Linked DNA regions of Pan troglodytes: regions 2 and 3 are each linked to region 1. A link is a contact called in public HiChIP or PLAC-seq data. All regions are on one chromosome and are shown on one strand. The core of a region is the stretch at or near the end of the contact, and the rest is flanking DNA. Distances in the headings are between cores, read along the strand shown. Region 1 holds the start of ANKRD12 (ankyrin repeat domain 12). Region 2 holds the start of MTCL1 (microtubule crosslinking factor 1). Region 3 holds the start of RALBP1 (ralA binding protein 1).

Region 1 (3,055 bases), core at 301-2,800:
AGGCAGGCGCCACCAGCCTGGTTAATTTTCATATATTTTTTTAGAGACAGGGTCTTACTATGTTGCCCTGGCTGGTCTCAAACTCCTGGGCTCAAGCCATCTGCCCGCCTGAGCCTCCCAAATTGCTGGGATTACAGGCGTGAGCCACTGCGCTCGGCTATAACGATTATTTTTAAGTATATCTTTAAGATTTTTTTTTTTAATTGAGAGAAGGTAAACAACAGTTAATTTTCCAAGTGGCACAAAAAAGTAACAATGAAAATGTCCTACCCTGGAGCTCTCCTGACTTTCTCATAGGCGACTGTTTTTTTCTTTGTATTTCACATCATAAATAACCAAGTTAAATGTAACACTATTCCACCTCTAGCCATAAGGTGCTCTTTTTCTAGTCTTGTTGACCCTAAAGATTTGTAGGTAGGAGAAATCAGGAACCCAGGAAAGGAAAAACTCCTGATCTTTAATGCAGGTTTATGCTTTATATAGTAATTTGATGGGACCTCGCCTTCCCTGTCAGGTCTGAATGTCACTTCATCTGCTGTGATCACACCTGAACCCTCAGTTCATCAAGACGTTAAAGAACAGTGTAACATAAACTTGTAACTGCATGCACTAAGTCATAAACAGACGCTGTTGCTGCAGATTAACCTCTACGTAAATAACGCGCCCAGAAGGGAGTGAGTACACGCTGCTGCCACGCTGCGACGGTCAATTTTCCTCCGGCATCCTTCCTAGTACCTGAGCAGCTCCCTCTCAAATCCCCAACACTACGTGTGGGAGGATGCACTGAATTCCTCTTTAAAAAGGCCACTGGAAGGCGTGGCTGGGAGGGGACGCGCTCTAGACCCCCTGGTCCCAGGGTAGGTGCACGCTATCGCGCTTTCGGGGCGGGGCCCAGGGCCCCACCTGAGGCGGGGGGCCGCGGGCTCTGGGCGTAGCTGCAGCTTCTCCGGCCTGGTGTGGGGCTAGACGGCCGCCGCCGGCTTAGCGGGGGAACTTCGCCTAGTCCTCGGGCTGCGGTCGCAGCGTCATTTTGCCTGAGTTGGATCACGCTCGTCCACCCACCCCGTGTAAAAATAACAGGTGAATACCCTATGTGGGGGTCCTCATCGCCGCCATTTCCAGAAGCTTCCAGTCACAGCCACTGCCACGGTCGCCACAAATGCTACTGCAGAGCCCGCTTGCCCAGCAGCGTCACGGGCGCCTGCCCTGCCTCTTCGCCCAGCCTTTGATTCCCCCTCCTTTGTCGGATAGTGTCTGCGGCGGGGAGGCGGTGACACTAGTCCGAGTGGGGCGTGGAGACCGACCAGCACGAAGGGCGGAGTTCCGGCCCGCACCCCTCCGCCGCCTGCCGCTTGGTACGTCCCGCTTCCCCGCCCTGCGGCTCGCGGAGCCTGGCTGAGCAGCAGGAGGGGCGGGCGCCGGGGGGCGGGGCGGTCACGCCGCCCGTCCCGTGCCCGCGGTAGTCACGTGTCCGCGGGTGTCACGTGCTCGCGTCGCAGCCAATCGCGGGGCGACGCTGTCTTGGGAGCGAGGAGGCTGTGGTGAGAGACGGACCGAGACCGGAGATGTTTTCAAGCCCGGCTCCGGCGGCTTTACAGGCGGCTGCAGCGGCGACGAAGACAACGACAGCGACGGCTACGCCGAAGCACTCGTTCCGGGGGTGAAGCCTCCTGCGCCGGCCTTGCCTCGGGTCCGTACGGGTGAGGGGGGCGTGGCGACAGGAAAGGAGGAAGGAGGGGCGCGGTTTCGAGCCTGTCCCCGGCGCCAGGGAGGAGATCCCCTCAGTTCTGCGCTGCTCCCGTTCCCCCTCCCCAGAGCAAGGTAGGGGACGCGCCCTGCCCGCCCCACCCGGTCCCGACGCGCCGCCCGCCCAGCCTGGCCCGAGCCGTAGCTCGCCTGACAGTGACAGGCCGTTAGTGCCCCCCGGCGCGGGTCCGCCGGGGCCCCGCCCGCCGCCGCCCCTCCCGGCGTCGCGAGGAGCCGCGGCGCAGGTGGGAGCCGCCAACTGGGCGGGGGCGCCGCGCGGGGCGGGGCGGGGGCCGGGCGGAGGGCCGCGAGGTGGCCTCGTCGCGGGCGCCCCTCACCGCGGCTGGCGGGGCTGGGCTGCCGCCGCCTCCCGGAACATGGCGGGGCCGGAGGAGCGTGTGCGTGCGAGTGTGAGTGTGCGCGGCCGAGAGGGCGCCGCTGGCGTGCGGCGGTCGGATCCGCGGGGGCGGGGGCGCGCCCGGCCCGCCGCGCGTTCCCGCCGCCAGCCGCCGAGCGTGCGCCGACGCCGGGGAGTCTGCCGCGGCCGCTCGGGCCGGGAGCGTCGGAGGTACCCGGGTCCTGGGAGAGGTGGATGAAAGCAAGAAGGGGAAATTGCTGCTTTAGTAGTGTCCGGGGAAAGAGCAGCCACTCTACAGTTCTGTCTTAAATGCCAGTGTAAAATAACCTTGCCGCATTGGACAGGCAGTTCCCGTCATCGTTTTTCAAGTGCCCACTTGTGATGCTTCAAGACCCCTGGAGCACGTCAGGTTCTTAGATCTCGTTTTGAGGAGTGATGTGGAATGACGCATCCTTACAGATCCCAAAGCGTTGAATAAACGGTTGTACAAAGAGGTATGCGAAGCTTAGCTGACAGCTGTTTTAGTAATAACAGTAAGACGCTGTCTGGGATAGGAAGTTACTGTTGCACTCGTTGAAACCTTAGGAAACATTTAAAGCAGTGTAGTCACCGGGATTGTAATTTCCACTGGACACCCGTGGTTAAACTGCGAACTAAGGTGAAGTGTGTTGCAGATCCAGTGCTGTGTATGTAATGGTTCGGAATTACCTCTAATCCTAAAGTTGAAATGAGCCTGCATCTTCAGTCATGTATTTCGTTTTCATTTTAGAATGGTTTATGTAAATTATAAAGAAAGGCTAGTGAAATAGCTATTTTATCGTAAATTAACTGTGTATTAAAAACATATGCACAGCCGGGCGCGGTGGCTCATGCCTATAATCCCAGCACTTTGGGAGGCAGAGGTGGGTAGATCACCTGAGGTCAGGAGTTCGAGACCAGCCTGACCAATAT
Region 2 (3,055 bases), core at 371-2,870, 430 kb before region 1:
GAGTCGATTTTTTCCTCCTATTTTTGCGAGTCGGCCCCCTCTTCTCTGTCCCTGCTCCCAAGGCCCCCTCACCGCGCATACTGCCACCTCACCGCGCATACTGCCACAGCCGCTCGCAGCTCCCGTGGCCCACCTCCCTCTCCTCCAGGTTGCTGCCCCCGGGGTCTTTTTGAGCACATCAGATCATCTTGCTCAGAATACCCCGTGGCTACCGCCTCTAGGATAATGCCCAACGGCCTTGGTAGGATATTTGGTGCCACACACCCTCCAGTCTCCCCTCTAATCCCTAACCTACCTGCCTCCCCGCCTAGAGGCCCTGCTCTCTGCAGGCTCTACTGTGTCCTGGGCCCTCAGCTGAGAGACCAACCCGCCCTTCCAGGAAAATGCGAGCCTCACCAGGCGGGGTTATGCTCCCGCCCTCCTCCTTGTATTTATTACCTGACCCTCTGCCTCCTGCAACGCCAGGGCTGGAGGACAGGCTGGCCCTTATTCCTATGGGCACTGGCCAACATCCAACGCCTGGGACATAAACTGCACCCAATGGTATGTGAACTGTACTTTACAGTTTGCACGGTGTGTTCTGGTATTTGCTAAATCTTCACACATGCTTAGGTGGCAGTACGTTTTAATGATACAGGCGAGGGAACTGGGGCTCAGAAAGGTCTAGTGCCTTGCGCATGGGAGACTCAAGTGGTAGAACCGGTGGCCGGGCTCCGGGCTCTGAGCGGAAAGCCTGCAGGACTCGGAATCCTGAGGACCTGGGTTTAAACCCGCTCAGCTAGGGACTGGGTGAGGCATCGCAGGCAAGTGACTTCACCTCCCAGCGCCGGTGCCCTAGTCTTCACCGAAGACAGCAATTCCAATCTGGGACTGTGGTGAGGCTTAAATAAAACACTGCTCAGTAAGTGGCCAGCAGGCCTGGCTTGCAGCCGGAACTATAAATGTGAGTTCCCTTTCTGACCCCCCAGCTTTGGCGAGCGCTCCTCCTGTTTGGGCAGCAGCTCCTCCTGAGCTCCCGAGGCCACGGGGGTGCCAACTGTGGAGCGCCCGCCGTGTCGTTTTGACGCGAGAGCTGCGTCGGGTACCAGCGATCCTTAAAGGAGCTCGGGGACCAGGGGCACAGCTTGGAGAGGACAACGAGGGAGGTGACTGGCCTCGGGGAGGCGGGCGGCGGATGGAGAGGCATGAGGGGGGTGTTGTCAGCCGCGGCACACGCCTTCCCCAAGTGGCCGGCGCCGCCCCTTGCCACCACTTCACCTCCGCCTCTTCCCTTCCTCCCTAGCTCCTGGCAGCGTCTCTAGGGCCTCAAAAAGCAAGGAGGGTCCCCGGGCAGCGAGGCCCCATGGATCCAGCCTGCGCCTGCTCCCAAGGGTGCGCAGGCCCCGCCCCTCCCCGCCCCGCCCCTGCCGGGCGCCCGCCCCCCGGGGAGCGCAAGCCCCCGCCCCTTCCCTCGCCCCTCCCCTGCACGGCGCCGGCTGGCTGGAGGCGGGGCATGCGCACGGGCCTGGGCGAGGGCGCTGGGCGGCGGGGAGGTGGGGCGCGCGCGTGCGGCTTCTCTCAGCCAGGAGCGGCGGGGGCGGGCACGGGCAGCAGCGGGCCGGCGGTGGGCGGGGAGCGGGACGCGGGAGCCGGGCGCGCGCCGCCAGCGCCGCCGCGGCACCGGTGACCGCGAGCCCGGAGCGCGAGGTCCGGGGATGCGAGCGGCTGGGAGCTGCCGCGCTGCTGAGCCGGGAGAACTCGATCCGCGGTGACCTCAGCGAGGGGCGAGCGCGGCGGCGGCGAGCCCCGCGGGAATCCTCGGGGCCGGGGTGCGGGGGGCGGGGACGGCGGGAGCGCGGGGCGCAGCCCGGGCGGGGCTGGGACAGTGATGAGAGAGCGCGCGGGGAGGCTGCACGCCGCCGCCGCCGCCGCCGTCGTCGTCCGGAGCATCTGCTGCCTGAGCTGCTGCCCGCGGACCCGGCCATGGAGACACTGAACGGCCCCGCGGGCGGAGGTGCCCCGGACGCGAAGCTGCAGCCGCCTGGCCAGCACCACCGCCACCACCACCTCCACCCGGTGGCCGAAAGGCGGCGGCTGCACCGTGCGCCCTCGCCCGCCAGACCGTTCCTCAAGGACCTGCACGCCCGGCCCGCCGCGCCCGGCCCGGCCGTCCCCTCCTCGGGCCGAGCCCCGGCGCCCGCCGCCCCGCGCTCGCCCAACCTCGCGGGCAAAGCGCCGCCCTCGCCGGGGTCCCTGGCCGCGCCCGGCCGCCTCTCTCGGCGCAGTGGCGGCGTCCCGGGCGCGAAGGACAAGCCCCCGCCGGGCGCCGGGGCCAGAGCGGCGGGCGGTGCCAAGGCTGCCCTGGGAAGCAGGAGGGCGGCGCGCGTGGCGCCCGCGGAGCCGCTGTCCCGGGCTGGGAAGCCTCCCGGAGCCGAGCCGCCGTCTGCCGCTGCCAAGGGCCGCAAAGCCAAGCGCGGCTCCCGGGCGCCACCCGCCCGCACCATCGGCCCCCCGACCCCGGCCGCCCGGATCCCTGCCGTGACCCTCGCGGTGACCTCGGTGGCCGGGTCCCCGGCCCGCTGCTCGCGCATCAGCCACACGGACAGCAGCTCCGACCTCTCTGACTGCCCCTCCGAACCCCTGTCCGACGAGCAGCGCCTGCTCCCTGCCGCCAGCAGCGACGCCGAATCCGGCACGGGCTCCAGCGACCGTGAACCACCACGAGGAGCGCCGACGCCGAGCCCCGCAGCCCGAGGAGCGCCGCCGGGCAGCCCCGAGCCCCCAGCGCTCCTCGCCGCGCCCCTCGCCGCGGGCGCCTGTCCCGGGGGCCGGAGCATCCCGGGCGGGGTTTCGGGGGGTTTCGCGGGGCCCGGCGTGGCGGAGGATGTCCGGGGGCGCTCGCCACCGGAGCGACCAGTCCCCGGGACCCCCAAGGAGCCCAGCCTGGGCGAGCAGTCTCGGCTCGTGCCAGCGGCGGAGGAAGAAGAGCTGCTGCGGGAGATGGAGGAGCTGCGCTCAGAGAACGACTATCTCAAGGTGAGCCGCGCCTCGGCCGCAGGTGTCCCGGGGCGCCCCC
Region 3 (3,055 bases), core at 2-2,501, 350 kb after region 1:
CACATTTCCAGGCATCATATACTTACACCATGCTAGAGGAGCAAGGAAGCTACAGTTTACTGGAAGCCTCAGCCCCAGTCTTTGTGGGTTCATTGTTTCTGACTGGGCTTGTGACCATCTCTGCTGCTAGAGGGAATGGTTATGTTGCCTGGCTTAAATGGAAGGAAAAAATGCTCAAGTGGCAGCCAACAAATACATTCTATATCCACACATATTGGCTCCAAATAATAAATCAATGAATGAGTGGGCTCACCCACTTAGGCTCACATGCTCACAGCACTTAAAGAGCTCCACAAACCATGCCCTCCAAATGAAACCACGGTCTACATTCTGCCAGCTCTTTCTCCCTTGCCATTTCTCCTTTCTTCTCTTTCACACCCTCACCTTTGGCTAGGCCACTCGATGTTGCAAGAAACACGTCCATCAGCAATTGCCTCAGTAGAAAACTCCCTCTGCTCCCCTCCTGCATCCACATAGCAGCTTCAGGCAAGGCCTCCATAAGGCCCAGCGTGGATCAGTGCCCGCCCCTTGGCCGAATCAGTGCTGTCACAGGCAGAGAATTGTCACTGCCATGCTCACCTGCCCAACCCAGTGGTCAGAGGAGACTGTTCTACTGCGAGAGGAGCCATGAGAAGGCTGTTCCGAAAGTCAAAGACCAATGGCTACCTCAGACCATCCCATATCCACTCGTGGGAGGCCCCTGAACGAATCTAAGGCCCCAGGGGTTGAACTTTACTGAGTAGGGAGCGCAGAGTACTAGGGACAAATTTACCGCCCGCTTTGAGGAAAGCTGATGTGGGAGCAGAGAGCAAGATGGATCGCAGCGGCCAATCTAAACGGGCAACGAGGTGCCACAGAGTGCTGCACGTAGGAATGCAAGTGACAGGGAGGGTCGTCTATTCCAAGTCCCTCCTCTCCCCTAATAAACTGCCACATTTCAGAAAACACGAAGACTGCTGAAGCCGTTTCCAGCCTTCGCTACGCATTAGCAGAGCAACTCAACAAGCCTGGGTGAAAGGCTTCTCGAAGAAATTCAGTTATCTCTACTGCCAGCCAAACACGGACTGGGCAGCTTTCCTCGGGGGCTGCTCGGTAACTGCTGAGCCGGGGGCGCGCTGAAGCCCTGCAGAAGCCCACACCCGCTTCAGGAATTCCGTGGATGTTCCCGACAGAGGTTTATTCCCGCCTATCCCTACAGGCCCACGGCGCTCCTTCCTCCAATCCCACACCCAGTCGAAGGCGGGGCAGCCGCCCCACCCAGCGGCAAGCCAGGCGGCCCCCAGTCTGGTTTAACTGGTTGGAACGACTAAAGCACGCTGGCGCAAGGAAAGCTCTCAACTTCGGAAGCTGAGGCGCAGGCTGGCCAGAGCGTGGAGAGGAAAGCCCTTTCCATCCTCAAGGCCGTTGCAGGAGATGCCCGCGAGCCACCTTCGCCAGCACCACGCCGGGGTAAGCCGTCCGTCCCCGAAACCCGCAAGGCCACCGACTGCGCAGGCGCCTGCAGAGCACTGGCGCTCGGCGCGTTCTCTCGCGCTCTTCTTCAGTCTCCTCAGCGAGCCTGGGGACGAAGGAGGCGCGGTGCCTCCTGGGTGTTGTAGTTTACTTCCTTGGCGAGAGGCCTTCGGGCTGGCTGGACGCCGGGGCCTTGGGAACTACGCCTCCCGGCGCGCCCCGCCCGAGAGCCCAGGTCGCCTGCCCTTGACGGCTTCAGCCGTCTGAGCGGAGAGGAGGATCCGGGAAGCCGGCTGCGGCGGGAGGAGGGAATGCGCGTGCGCGCTGGACCGCCTCGTCCCGTTCCGTCCCAATCATTGTAAACAGGCGGAGGCTGGGCGGGGTGGGAATGGGGCGCCCGAGGCCGGCCTGGGGCGCAGCGCAGGAGGCGGCTCCGGTGGCTGCGGCGGCAGCGTGAGCGCGAGGAGGCGGAGGCTGCGGCGGGGCGGACGGTCGCGCGGCGGCAGGCACAGGTCAGTCTCAGGGAGCGGTCGCGTGCTAGGGTCGCGGAGATACCCCTGGAGTGCCCGAGGAACCCTCTCCCGCGCCGGCCTCGCGCCCGCGTCTGTCAGGCAGCGTGTGGGGCTCGGTGCTCGCAGGGCTCGGGTTTGAAGTTGGGGGTGGGGGGCGTGGCTGCCCCCGGCGTGGGTTCCTCCCCGGAAAGCTTCGCCCCAGTTTTCGCCCCCCTTGGCCGTGCGTCCCTCCCACTGGCCGACGGGCCTCCCTTCGTGGCGTCCTCGTTTGTGGTGCTCTCGGGGGCCGAGGGTGGAGAGTTAGGAGTCCCCAGGCCTCGGGGAAGCTCTTGGGGGGCGCCTGGACAGAGGCTAGGGGACCCAGCCCTCACGGTTGGTGGATCGTGCCCGGCATAGTGGCAAGGCTCCGGGGCTTACCCAGGGGACCAGGACAGGCTCCTGGTGTCGCCCACCGCTGGCACTGAGCAGTGGGCGCCTTTGGGTGCTGCGATCCTTCCTTCAGGTTTCAGTGGGAATGGACGGACAGATCTGAAGTTGAAAATTCTTTTCACAACTCATGTTCAACTATGTGTGTTGTCAGAATGCTCTTAATGAGGTCAGTGTTCTCCCTCTTTTTTTTAAAACTGATGGTTGTGAGAGTGAAACAGGTTTTACAGAATATTTAACACCTCCGTCTTCCCTGAAGTAATTCTGCTGTTTCAAGTTTTGGGATTCAGTATTACAAAGCCTTCCTCTTGAGCAAGGCCTAGTACAGTTCTTCAAGGTCCCTAGCATGTTAATTCGAGGTGTTTTGAACGTGCATGTACAGGAAGTGCAGCCGTTTGGCCGTTGAGTTAGTGCTCCATCCAGCCTTGTTAGAAAAGCTTTCGCTGAATTTTTTATTTAGTGGAGTGGTCATGTTCTAATGCTGCAGTACTTTGGGGAGTATTCCATTATACTTGGCAGTTATTAACGAAATACTGAACTTGTGATAAGGTTTTGTTTTGGTGCTCAGCATTTCTAAATGATTAAGTGGGACTGTGAATAAGAAAGATCACCTCACTTTCTGTTTTTAGAGTTATTGTGGTCATTTGATAACTCCTTTCTGTCTT

The links. HiChIP or PLAC-seq counts read pairs in DNA pulled down with a chosen protein or histone mark.
Region 2: an H3K4me3 HiChIP or PLAC-seq map of stem cell-derived excitatory neurons shows a contact between it and region 1, with 3 times the contacts expected there. The contact joins the promoter of MTCL1 here to the promoter of ANKRD12 in region 1. A contact is called at or near these places in 1 of 7 Hi-C or Micro-C datasets (stem cell-derived neural progenitor cells) and 1 of 1 datasets of contacts at active chromatin or transcription factors (stem cell-derived excitatory neurons).
Region 3: an H3K4me3 HiChIP or PLAC-seq map of stem cell-derived excitatory neurons shows a contact between it and region 1, with 3 times the contacts expected there. The contact joins the promoter of RALBP1 here to the promoter of ANKRD12 in region 1. A contact is called at or near these places in 1 of 7 Hi-C or Micro-C datasets (stem cell-derived neural progenitor cells) and 1 of 1 datasets of contacts at active chromatin or transcription factors (stem cell-derived excitatory neurons).

Annotation. Positions count from the first base shown.
Region 1 is chr17:21,767,804-21,770,858 of NHGRI_mPanTro3-v2.0_pri, reverse strand. ANKRD12 (ankyrin repeat domain 12) reads left to right here and starts at 1,550. Exons shown (of 14, transcript XR_008540718.2): 1 at 1,550-1,690.
Region 2 is chr17:22,196,321-22,199,375 of NHGRI_mPanTro3-v2.0_pri, reverse strand. It overlaps MTCL1 (microtubule crosslinking factor 1), which reads left to right and starts at 1,620. Exons shown (of 16, transcript XM_016933321.4): 1 at 1,620-3,015. The coding sequence starts at 1,963.
Region 3 is chr17:21,422,048-21,425,102 of NHGRI_mPanTro3-v2.0_pri, reverse strand. It overlaps RALBP1 (ralA binding protein 1), which reads left to right and starts at 1,251. Exons shown (of 10, transcript XM_001138420.7): 1 at 1,251-1,449.